Linked DNA regions of Gossypium hirsutum: region 2 is linked to region 1. The links are chromatin contacts, called in public Hi-C maps. All regions are on one chromosome and are shown on one strand. Each heading gives the region's core, a stretch centred on a gene start, on an enhancer-like site or on the middle of the called end of the contact. The rest is flanking DNA. Distances are from core to core; before and after follow the strand shown.

The links. Hi-C and Micro-C count contacts between places; a contact is called where the count stands out from the background.
Region 2: a Hi-C map of leaf shows a contact between it and region 1, with 2.0 times the contacts expected there. The contact joins the promoter of LOC107932254 here to the promoter of LOC107931875 in region 1. A contact is called at or near these places in 2 of 34 Hi-C or Micro-C datasets (callus and leaf).

The regions. Positions count from the first base shown.
Region 1 is chrA12:5,473,265-5,479,344 of Gossypium_hirsutum_v2.1, forward strand. It overlaps LOC107931875 (serine/threonine-protein kinase BSK1), which reads left to right and starts at 3,296. Exons shown (of 10, transcript XM_016863842.2): 1 at 3,296-3,855; 2 at 3,950-4,085; 3 at 4,323-4,456; 4 at 4,571-4,676; 5 at 5,309-5,394; 6 at 5,704-5,892. The coding sequence starts at 3,532.
Region 2 is chrA12:5,845,779-5,851,858 of Gossypium_hirsutum_v2.1, forward strand. LOC107932254 (NAC transcription factor 29-like) reads right to left here and starts at 3,308. Exons shown (of 3, transcript NM_001327347.1): 1 at 3,113-3,308; 2 at 2,756-3,024; 3 at 2,170-2,641. The coding sequence starts at 3,296. The coding sequence ends at 2,219.

The DNA of each region.
Region 1 (6,080 bases), core at 2,046-4,545:
AAATATCTAGAAAAATTATGCCTTATGTAATTAAGGGAACTTTTATACTTTCTCCATTATATTATTTCCCCCCTATAAATAGACATTATTATGGGGAGATTTAGACTTGTTCTTAGTTTTATTTTGTTTTCTTTATTTTATGGGTTTTTAAACTTGATTTTCTAGTCAATGGTTTTATCGAAGTTTGATTCAAATTTTGTGAGATTTAAGCGCTTAAGTCTTTTTTTTTTGGTATTCATACATCTTCTATTATAATTACAACTGCTCAAGTTTATTAAATATGTAACCAATACTTGATAGCTTAGAATGGTTGTCTTATCAATTATAATAATTAAATTCGTAATTATTTAATTTATTCTAATACTAGTGACAAATTGCATAACCCACTTATGTTGTAGTTTATGATTATGTAGTGTGGATGTGTGATCTAACTTAAATAAACCCTACTGATGTGAGTTTGTTGGTTAGAATTAGGTCATTATAGTTCTTAATGCTGTTGGTAAGTTAAATCTTGGGCACTGAGTTATAGGGTTATTTATCGGTTAGGAAATTAATTTCAAACAAGCTGCCTCTTGGTTACCGAACAGGTAATGAGAGATCGGTTTCCCAACACCAAGTCAACAACAAGAACTAATTTGTTAAAGGCATTGAAGTTATTTTTCGTCAATGATCGACGGAGATATTACTTTTGACTATAGTTTTTCCTTATTAATTTTATTTTATTTTATTTTACGACCCCTTTTTACTTTCTTTTAATTTTAAACCCCTTTATTTTTATTTTTATTAATGAAATAGAATTATCATTATTCTCTGTGGATATAATCCTACTTGCTGTTATAAACTAATTTATATTTTTAAATAGGTTTTTTATTCTATTTTTGTAGGTCTTGATAGTCTAACAATATTGAATTTGACAATTTTGACAGCATTGTCATGACAACGTCAATATTGTTGTCGCAACAACGATGGCTCTCTTTATTTTCTTTCAACAGTGAGGCTATTGTCACGTCAAAGTTTTCTTTTTGTTGTTGTTGTTGCAACAAAGAGGTCATTGAATACCCTTGGCAAGACAATGCCTTTCGGTTGTCACGACAAGGACCCTTCTCGTACTTTTTTGCAAGTCACTTGAGTTTCTTATATTTCCTTCATTCGTTTTGACTTCTAATCACGACCAAATCGTAAGGGATGCTTAGAAATGATTTGTAATACCTCAAATAAGCTTATATAAGTTGAAATGAAGTGTGCAAAGTGAAGCTAGAATTGTAGTGACTTAAAGCTCAAGTGTGGCATTTGTTGCTTGGGTTATTGGTAAAAACTTGAGTAAAGAGTGTTACAATAGGTAAGGTTGAGTTGTTCGGGTGGTTGAGAAATATGTCATTGATCTTAAGCAGAGACGTGCATAGTGGAGTAGTTCCCCTAATGAGACATGTTATTAGTGAGGGTGGTGTTTTGGCGAAACATGTGTAACAATTATCAATTGTTGGTGAGGGACAAACAATTCTCCCTACAGGGTGAAGATCGTGAGGAGAGAAGGTAGTGGTTAAGGTACTATAATGAAGAGTTGGAAGGAGAGGAAGGATGAAAGAGATATAGGCAAAGAGCTAGGAAATATGTGTATATATATATATGATTGACCTCTCAATGTCACGTGTCCTCTCATGATAGGTAGGCCTATCATTTAGTGATTCCTTATTAGGTTGGCAATATGATGGGGTTACAAGGTATAAGGATGAAAGTAATAACCACCTTGTTGGTATGGTTGAGTCGTATGAGCCTTAGTCCTAGGCAAAGGACATGCAAGGCGAAATAGTTCCCTTGACGAGGCATGTTATTTGTGCATGTGATATGATGAAGGTGACTTTTGATAGAGTATATGTAACAATATTCGTAAAATCATTAATAACGATATTTAACACAATACTTTTACTATAAATTATATATTATTAATAAAATATATTACAATTTTAACCTTAGACTCCAAAGCTACTGATGTTATACGATAAAATAGACTAATTAAATAACATCTAAGCTCATTTTTGAAGACTTTTTAACAAAAATTTTTATACCTACTTTGGTTACTAGTGTAATAATATCATAAAAAACTTATTTATTACATATATATTACAATAGTTTTTTATAAGGTGAAGGATAGTTAGTACAATTTTAAACTTAAAACTAGAAATATGAGTGAAATCTCTAGAAAAAATAAAACCTCTTCAAAATAAGTAAAAAATATTCCTTTATCTTTGAAAAAAATAAATCATGGGAATAACTAAATATATGAAAATTTTATTCACAAAATTTGTTAATACAGAATTATAATAGTCATTAACAAAATCCTTTCGCAATTTTGTTAGGAAGTTGCTGGTTATTGTTTAAATAAACCCAAGGTGGTAGGCTTTAAAAACGGACAAACTTTGGTCTGAAGTGGTTACTTACCCAACAGCGAATAGATTGTTCTTTCATACTATATTATTTTGTTAATTAGTCTTCTTTTCCCAGCTGGAAAATGAAAGAAAGAAAGCTGTTTATTTAATGTTCTTGCTTTAAAAAATTGCCATGACCTCACATCTAGACACTGCCACATCATCATCTTCATTTGATGGGTTAGCTATTGGTGGAGACCAGAGAATATATGCTTTCTCCATTATTTCAATGCTTAAATCTGTTGTTATATTCTCATAAAATCTAATTTTAAGTATCTAAAAACAATGAAAATCTTACTATATTTATTAATTTGTTCAAAATAATACATTATGTATAAAAAAATTTGAGTTTTTTTTCGACCGAATACGAGTTTAGCTCGTATTATATTGCAAAAGTTGAATTTCAGTTTAAAATTTTGGAGGTATATGAGGTAAGGAATTATATAAAAAGAAATTATGACATGAATTAAACTAATGGAACATCAATGTGCAAGTTTGGCTGTAAATAAGAGATTAATTTGTTGACCCCTAAACCAAATAAATCTCAACTCAACCATATATATATATATATGTTTCTTGTAGGAGTTGTTGGTTCAATGAACTCTTCCAGTCTTTGGGTTTTTTCGTATGAAAATTACGTCGAATTTAACAATTTACAGTGAGAAACACAATCTGAAGAAAAAACAATAAAAAAAAAACAGTGTGAACTGAAATTAATATAATATATCTTGAAATTAACAACGTTTTATGAGTGAATTATTATTTAACCTGAGTAGCAACTGAGTAATTTCCCAGGGGCTACATTAAAAAAAAAAAAAGAAAGGGACTGCAAACTATAAATATCACTGTCTTAAAGTTGGAAATGATGAACTCCTTTATTACTGCAAGAAATTAAAACAATGTAAATCTTGTAATAAGGAAAGTTAGCAGTGCAGCAGCCCTCACACCACAAGCACACGAGCAGCCATTAAAACGAGTAATAACAAAGACAAAAGCCCAAATAGATTCTACTCTTAAGTTCTAAACCCATTTTTGTTCTTTTCCTTTTTTGTTGTTCATTTTTTTTCCTGTGAGAAGTAAAAGAGAGATTCCAGAAAGCTGAATTATGGGTTGTTGTCAATCATCTTTTCAAACAGAGACTCACCCAGAAAAAGACCAGACCCAACAACAACAGGAGCCACAGAACCTTAGCCAATCAAGTCCGGGTGCCGTAGCCGACCCGGCTGTTACTAATGGAGTCCCTTCTTTCTCAGAGTTCTCCTTGGCTGACCTGAAAGCGGCCACCAATAATTTCAGTTCAGATAACATCGTTTCTGAAAGTGGGGAAAAGGCTCCTAACCTTGTTTATAAAGGTCGTTTGAAGAACAGGAAATGGATTGCTGTTAAGAAGTTTACTAAGATGGCTTGGCCTGACCCCAAACAGTTTGCGGTATTATTTCTTCATTGTTTTTGATTTAATGTTTTTTTCTCAGTATTTTTTTTTTGGTTAGATATTTGAAGTGGGTTTTTATGGATTTGGTTAGGAGGAAGCTTGGGGAGTAGGGAAGTTGAGACACAAGAGGCTGGCAAATTTGATAGGATATTGCTGTGATGGAGATGAAAGGCTGCTTGTTGCTGAGTACATGATAAATGATACTCTTGCTAAGCATTTGTTTCACTGTCAGTTCTCATTCTCCATAAATTTTTGTTTTAGTTTCTTGGTAATTTAATGAGTTCCTGTAATCCATATAGAACTTATAAGCTATGCTAGAGGTAGATTTTTCTTAGTAAGTTTGATATAAAGGGTAACATTCTTTGATCTTTTTCCTTTACTAGTTACATGCTTGTAAGTTGAATATATATCTGGACCTTCTGATTATCTCAGGCTAAGTTTGGATCTTTGTTCACATTATACAGGGGAAAATCAAACCATCGAGTGGGCAATGCGATTAAGAGTAGCTTTCTGCATTGCTGAGGCTTTAGATTATTGTAGTAGTGAGGGTCATCCATTATATCATGATCTAAATGCTTACCGGGTTATTTTTGATGAGGTATTGTCTCTTGAATTTGAGAATGCTTATTATGTATAGGCCTTTTTCCTCTACTTTCTCTATGATTAACTATCAGTGGGCCAGTAATTGATTTCTTTCTAATGGATTTTGTAGGATGGTGATCCACGTCTTTCATGTTTTGGCCTGATGAAAAATAGCAGGGATGGAAAAAGTTATAGTACTAATCTTGCCTACACACCTCCAGAGTATCTTAGAAATGGTAATTCCTTTGCTAATTTTTTTATTTGTTGTTTGACTTAGCGTCCAAATATAAAGGACTTACCTGCTATTCATGTCTGGATTTACTTTGGTCCTTACTCACGTTACTCCACATAACTGGTTTCAATCCAATCCATCAGTTTGCTGCAAGTGCTTGCATGCTTTCCCAGTAAAAGATTTCTCATCCTTTTTTGTTTCATCCTACTGTTCTTCAATGAAGTTGAGTAAACTATATGAAAGATGTTACCAACTTTCGCGAACTTCTGTTGTTTCAGCAGTTACTGTTGGAACTCCTAGAGATTTTTGTTTCTTAGTCACTTTCACCAGCAGAAACTTGGTTGGTACTTTTCATAGAGCTATATATGGAACTTGAGGCCAGGCTTTTTATGAAAACGGATTCTGTCCTTAATTGTTTATTGCTATATATCTGGTGCTTACATGGATGAGTTGTTCTGATCTTCACATGTAAATTATCTTTGATTAGTTGTTTATCTGCCATTGTATAGTCTGACCCATTTTCTAATGTTACATGATGTATGAGAGCTGTTTTCTCTTTCCAAACTGCACAATTATTTTCATTGAATTTTCTTGAACTGATGCTTCTTGTTATTGCCACAATTTGGTAATTTGTAGGGAGAGTCACCCCTGAAAGCGTTATTTACAGCTTTGGCACTGTTCTTCTTGATTTGATAAGTGGGAAGCACATCCCTCCTAGTCATGTAAGTATATATAAATGGCTTATATTATGGTAGAAAGGATTCATATATAGTGATCTGTAGGTTTTCTTTCTTTTTCAAAATTCCGCAACTCAAAATCATTTACCTTATGGGCTCTTGCAATTATTGTCAATGAGCTCTTGCTATTGAAATTGCAAGTTAATGATTTAACGGCTATAGTGCAATTCCCATTTTTCTGATTAATTTAAGTACTTTAATTTTCCATTTTAAGAGCTGCTTGTCTCATGTTTTTACCTGTTCTACTACAATACAAACTTCAGTTTTATTATTGATGGTCATGCGTGTTTGCAGGCACTCGATATGATTCGAGGTAAAAACGTCATTCTACTCATGGATTCACATTTAGAGGGGAAATTTTCTACAGAGGAGGCAACTGTGGTTGTTGGCCTTGCCTCTCAATGTTTGCAATATGAACCCTGGGAGCGGCCCAGTACGAGGGACCTTGTCGCTACACTTGCTCCATTGCAAATCAAACCTGATGTAAGGAGCTTTCCTGCTTTTACCTATTCAATTTTGTAAATACTTAAAATTTTTAATTAGGGGTGATCCAAATACTTAGGGCCTGGAGGTCACATTTGGTCCCTTTAGTTTAGAGTTGAAAACTTTTCACATAGATGGTTTCTGCAGTAATAAAGTTTGTTCAATGGCCTAGATATGATGAAAAGAAA
Region 2 (6,080 bases), core at 2,058-4,557, 370 kb after region 1:
ATTTAAAATATAGTTTATATATTCTAATTAAATTTTATAAATAATTAATATTTATTGCTCAAAATATTTAAAATTTATATTTTATATATTAAAACATTAACAAGAAGTTATAATAAATTTTTTATATTCTTACTAAAATATAATAATATTAACTAATTTAAATATTATTTAAATGCATATTTGTTACTTGATAATAACATGTCTAAAATGGACATTTTATTTCTCAAAAATACTTTTTGACAGCAATGCTAAACACTCAAATTTTAAACCAAACTTTTTAAAAGCACTTCTCAAAAGCACTTTTCAAAAGCAATGAAGAACTGACTCTAAACTTGTTTTTTTTACGTGTTTTGAAATTAGAAAAAAAAAGGAAGAAACTCATCTTTGTTGAAGCACCAATAAGGCACATGATGCAATAAAAAAATAATTCCATTTATCACAACTTTGAATCCATATATAAAGAACGAATTCAGGTTGAAAATGTTAAGAAAATATGCCAAATCAATCTAAGTAAGTAACTTCGATTCAGGTATAAAGCCTCTATCAAAATGCCAAATCGTAGCTGCATCAAATCATCCTAGCCACTGCATGATCCATTCGAAAAAAAAACTCCAAATTTTTAAGAGAATTTTGGAAATACTCTTTGCTGCTAGGCAAAGATAAATTTCAGGTAACTCCAAATAATGGGACAAGACCTACCTTTTATCCAAAATAAAATCTCTCATAAAGGGATTAGGAATTTTCCAAAAAAAAAAAAAGAAACATGATATTCTTTCCCATAATTCCCTAAAATGTTTCTTTAACTAAAAATTAAATCATTATTTAATAATTTCGGTAAATGTATTCTCAATTAAAATTTATATGAAATCTAATTTATATTTATTTAAATTTAATTTTCTATGTGCATGTGTCACGGGCTGTGCAAAGGAGCTCGCAATTAAGGGTCATTTGGCCCAATAATACTGACCCATTACTTTGAAAGATTGAAGGCCCATCTACTTAATCTGGTGAATATGTAAACACTTCAGTAATTTTATTTTACCAGGATGAAGATCTTGTAATATTAGGAAATCTTGTAAATCCCTAAAGTAGGTCGTTGGATCATGGGGAGCTCAACTATAAATAGAGCTCTTCTCTTTCCTTTGTAATCACTTCAATTCATTCTTGAGTAATACAATACATTTTGAAAACATCTACTTAAACACTTAGTGTGCTTAACTTCCTTGTGGTTTTTCTGTTCGATTAGTGCTCCTTTGTTTTCGGTGTTTGCTTTTATTTTATTTCGGTGTCTTAAAGAATTTTTGTTATAAACAACGAGTGACATCTAAAAATACATCATTCACTTTAATTAACAACATTTCTATTGTCCATTATTTTCCCTTAATTATTGGACATGAAAAATCCCCCATAAGTATTAGAAAAATGTGAAATAAGCTAAGCCTTTAATCACAAATCAATTCAAGCTAAGGTATTTAGACGTTTTATAGAATGCAAATTAAAAATTGTAATTACTCAAAATTGAACTAAATTCTATTTTTATTTACTTTTAATTAATTTTAATTTTTATGATAAAAATAAATATTTGTATTTAAAATGGAGCAAATAATGTAAAAGTTTTTGAAAAATTATTTTTATTTCGAAATATTTATGAAAAAGGCTTTAAAATATTATCAAATAATATTCAAATGCTATAAAATAAAACTTATTTTGTCAAAATAAATTTAAAATTTTAAAACAAAAAATTAATATAAAACAATTAAAAACCAAATCAAATTATCATATATGATTTAAAATTTTAAAAAAATACCGAACGAATCAAACCGGCATTATCCCTAAAATAGATTAAGGAACCTTTACAAAGGCAAGACCATCACGCAACTGATACCCTTTCATTTCCCATTGAACCACATAGGCCCATCAATCATCATTCTTCTCAGTTTATCTTTGGGTTGCTTTTCTTCCGAATCCAAAGACAATCTTACCAAGGCTGGCCCATAATTAAACATTTTCAAGGTTCAATCAATTCGATGTAGAACATGTGTGCCTTTTTTTTTTTTTTCATTTAAAGCTTGAACACAGTAAAAGAAATGGTCATCCAAAACTTCAATGTGAGCCGAGGGGCCCCAACCAAGTACCGAGATATAGCAGTAGCTGATTAAAGCTTATTTACAACATCAGAGTCTAAATTAAGCTTGGCTTGGCAAAGTAACTTAGGGTATTAGAAATTCAGGATGTTTGCATATGGTGTCAGATTCTGAAACCAAGGGCTATTTAGCTGAGTCCAGAATTGATCCTGGGTCCAGTCATTTATAATTTTGGGCAATTGAAGCTCTGCCAATTTTTCATTGCCTACAGGAAAATGCAGAGATGGTGGAGAAACTTTGTTCTCCTTTGCTATTCTATCTTTTTTCTCTTCCACCAGTTCTTTTTCTTCTTCAATTTCTTTCTTGAAGAATTCTCTGGTTTCAGAAATTGATGGCACCAAATCTTCTTTTGGGTTGCAAAAGGAGATGGTCTGTAAGGATGACAATGGAGATGAAGTTGTTGTGTTCGTTGCCTTCAACTCTTCCTCCAATGCTGCTCTTTGCTCCAGTACTTTCAAGGAGGTAGCTTTCCTGTATATCTTGCACAAAACTATGTCCTGTATTCAATCATAGAAGAATAAGACCCAAGACCTTCCATTTAAGTCTGCTAATGTAATTTAAGCAATCCTGTTTCAATGCAAATTAACTTTTTTTTAAAAAAAAAAAGCTACCTTAGGCAAGGAGCAACCATCTGGGAGGCGATACTCGTTCATGACCCAATCAGTCTTGTTTCCTCGTGGAGCTCTCCCTTTATAGAAAACAAGAGTCTTTTTCAGGCCAGTTATCCGCTTTGGATCTGATAAGCTCACAATTTTCCGGTCAGAACCAGTGGCTTTCCAGTACCCATTTTCAGTCGTCCGGTTTGGTCTCCCTCCATTGCCATGCTTCCTATCTCTAGGCACAAAGAAATACCATTCCCTCTCCCCAATCTTCGACAATCCTATAAAAAAAAACATCCGAATCAGACATATATATTAAACAATCATATTTTCCTATGTGGTTAAACAAACAAATGAACACTTATGTACCAGGCAAATCAGAGGGATCATGGTGATAAATGTTGAGAAATCCAATTACATCATCACGCAACTTGTTACCGTAAATCATGTTTTTGAGGTAAAAACCAAGGAGTTCTTCCTCTGTTGGATGGAATCGAAAGCCCGGAAGTTCCATCTCTAGGGTGGTATCATCAGAATTGGATTGGCAGTTCATTGAGGTATAAGTATTTTTACAGGGTTTCAGTTTGGCTTAATATTGAAAATGAAATTAAAAGAAAAAGAATGTGATTTTGCATGCAAAAGACACCGGCTTGGGTGGATATTTATAAGGATGCTAGATGAAATTGCTGATTTATAAATGTTTTGGACAAGTGAAAAATCTGTTTAAAATGTTGTGATGAAAAAGCTTCAAAATTAAGACCAAGTCATCACCAAAGAAAATCATGAAAGAACCTAAAAGTATCTGTACAAAATGGAAACTGAAGTCTTTAACAAATGGTGGAACCCACACGCTTATACACAATAAAGTCGCAATTGATTAATCTTTGCTAGATTTGTGTGAGGTAGACGATGACTGATTTCTCAGGTCTTCCTTGACCTCCTTTTTCTTTTTTCGCCTTTTATTTTTGTGTATGTGGACTTTTGCTTGGAAATTCCAAGCCATAATAGTAAGGTTTTTGCAAGGAAATTTCTACCAAAAACTTCGATCTTTGAAATAATATGAGATAAGTAGATTCTAGTTCAGTGAGAAAGCTAGAAATTTTCGAAATTGAATTATAAAATTTTTAAAAGGTAAAATGTTTTACTATAAATTAATTTATTATTTTTAAAAAGGCTAAATTAAATATTTTTATTTTAAGAGAATTAAAGTACAATTTATATAGATTAACTTATATTTTTATTATTTTTAAAAAGACTAAATTAAATATTTTCATTTTTAAGGGAACCAAAGTTACTATTAGCTCGCCTCTAGTTGTTCTTTCTGTAACGTCCCAAATTTCTTATTTTTGCTTCTATAAGATTTTAATATAATTGTGTATTTGTTTCAGTAGTTAGGTTTTTTAGGTGTGTATGAGAGGTCTTGGGTTCAAGTCTCACCTTTGCTAAATTTTGGTTATTTTTTGATACAAGCCTTACTTTTGTTCAGTGGGCTTATATTTAATTATCTGTAAAATTATATTAGAATGAGTCTATTGATTCAAGTGGTAAGAAGGTTTGTATGTTGGAGGTCTTGTGTTTGAATCTTAGCATGGACGTGGGTATTATATTTTGCTTGGCCTTGGGTCAGGGTTTCAGTGGTGTGGGTTTCTAAGGAAGTTGAGATTTGGTAGTCATCTTTTTGTTAATTTTATTCTTTATTTTCTTTCCCCCAAAAACTTCTGATGTTTTTCTTCTTCTAAATCAAAAAAAAAATCTCCAAATTTCTTTCTTTTATCTTCTTTACTCTCTGACGAAAATTATTAAACTCTTTTCTTCTGTTCTCCGTCTCTGCCTCTAATCCTTGCTTTTGTACGCCTTGAACCATTGATTTCGGTTTAATCGGTAAGTTAGCTTGCGGTGGCATTCTTTAATTGTTGATTTCTAAAGGTTGAATCTTTGTGATATCTTATGCGTAGGAGAAGTGGGTGAAACAACAGATTCTATTCAACGGTCGAATTGATGTGAGTAAATGCGTGTGTTGGTGGTAAGTGTATGCACATCTTTAGGTTTATTTTTGAAGGGTTGTGAGTTGTTGGCTAAATTTGTTGTGGGTATTCTGTTTTTAGGTCTCGGAGTGCTCAGGAGTGTTGTTGCATCGAGATGATATCAGGTGTGTACCCGAAACACAGAAAACAAAGCTTCGGCAAAAGCCAAAAAAAAGAAACTGTCGACGCCACACGGGCTTGTGGTTGCCCCGTGTGGTAGGCCATGTGCGAATACACAGCCGTGTGGTCAACGAAGGCATGGTCGTGTGCAGCACACGGTCGTGTAGTGGCTCGAGTGTGGCCGTGTGGGCCACACGGGCAACACCAATTTGGGCGCGTGGGCCACTTGGGCGAGTGGGCCCACACGGGTAAACACACGAGCGTACGGATTCTGGGCCAGGCCGTTTGGGCGACACGGGCAAGGCCAATCTGGGTGTGTGGGCCATACGGGCGTCTAGGCTCGTTATACTGAAATTTTTCGTAGGGTAGCACAGGTCGTCCTAATCGACTGTGGGCTTACTGTAGGGTCTGTAAAGGCTTGCTAAACCCTAAAACTATGTGGTCTGTTAGACTGAAACACTATTCTGAGTATGATTATGTCATGCATATCTGTTATTTTTTTATGTAAGCGTGTTAAATTTTGTACGTATGCTCTGTAATTGTTTTGATGTGGGATTTGTATATGAAAAGGAAGTATTCTGATCGGCGTTAAACGCTTATATTCTGGAAACTTGACTACATATTATATTTGATATGTGTTTTAATGACACAATGTGGTGTGTAGGGATGAGTAGGTGTTTTTAACCCCACATAGTGTGATAGGATGAATGAGAAGGTATGTAGAGGATGAGGGTAGGATTATGCATATCTGTATCTGATTCTACTACTTTATCTGAAAAGGACATGATGTCCGTATCTGTATCTGTACTAGTTCTATATATGATGATTGTATGCTTGCATGCTTAATTTTATTGGGTTACACACTAAGTTTACGTAAACTCAAATCTGCTTGTTTGTTTGTCAAGTAATCCACAGTTTTAGGCAGATCGGTGCAGCGGGACTCAGCGGTGACCACTTTTTTCGTAAAATTGATTAAAGTTGGTTTTTATTTATATTTTTGGTAATCATTTGAGAGTTGGTAAATTTTGGGACTCTCTAGACTGTTTGATTTTTAACTGGTCATTTCTGATTTAATTGCTTTGGTAAAACGTTTTATTGGAAACAACGGTTTTATGCAAAGAATATTTTTCTAAAAATATAACTGCGTTTTCAAACACGAATGATTAAAGCTTCCGCTGTAATAAGTAATTGAC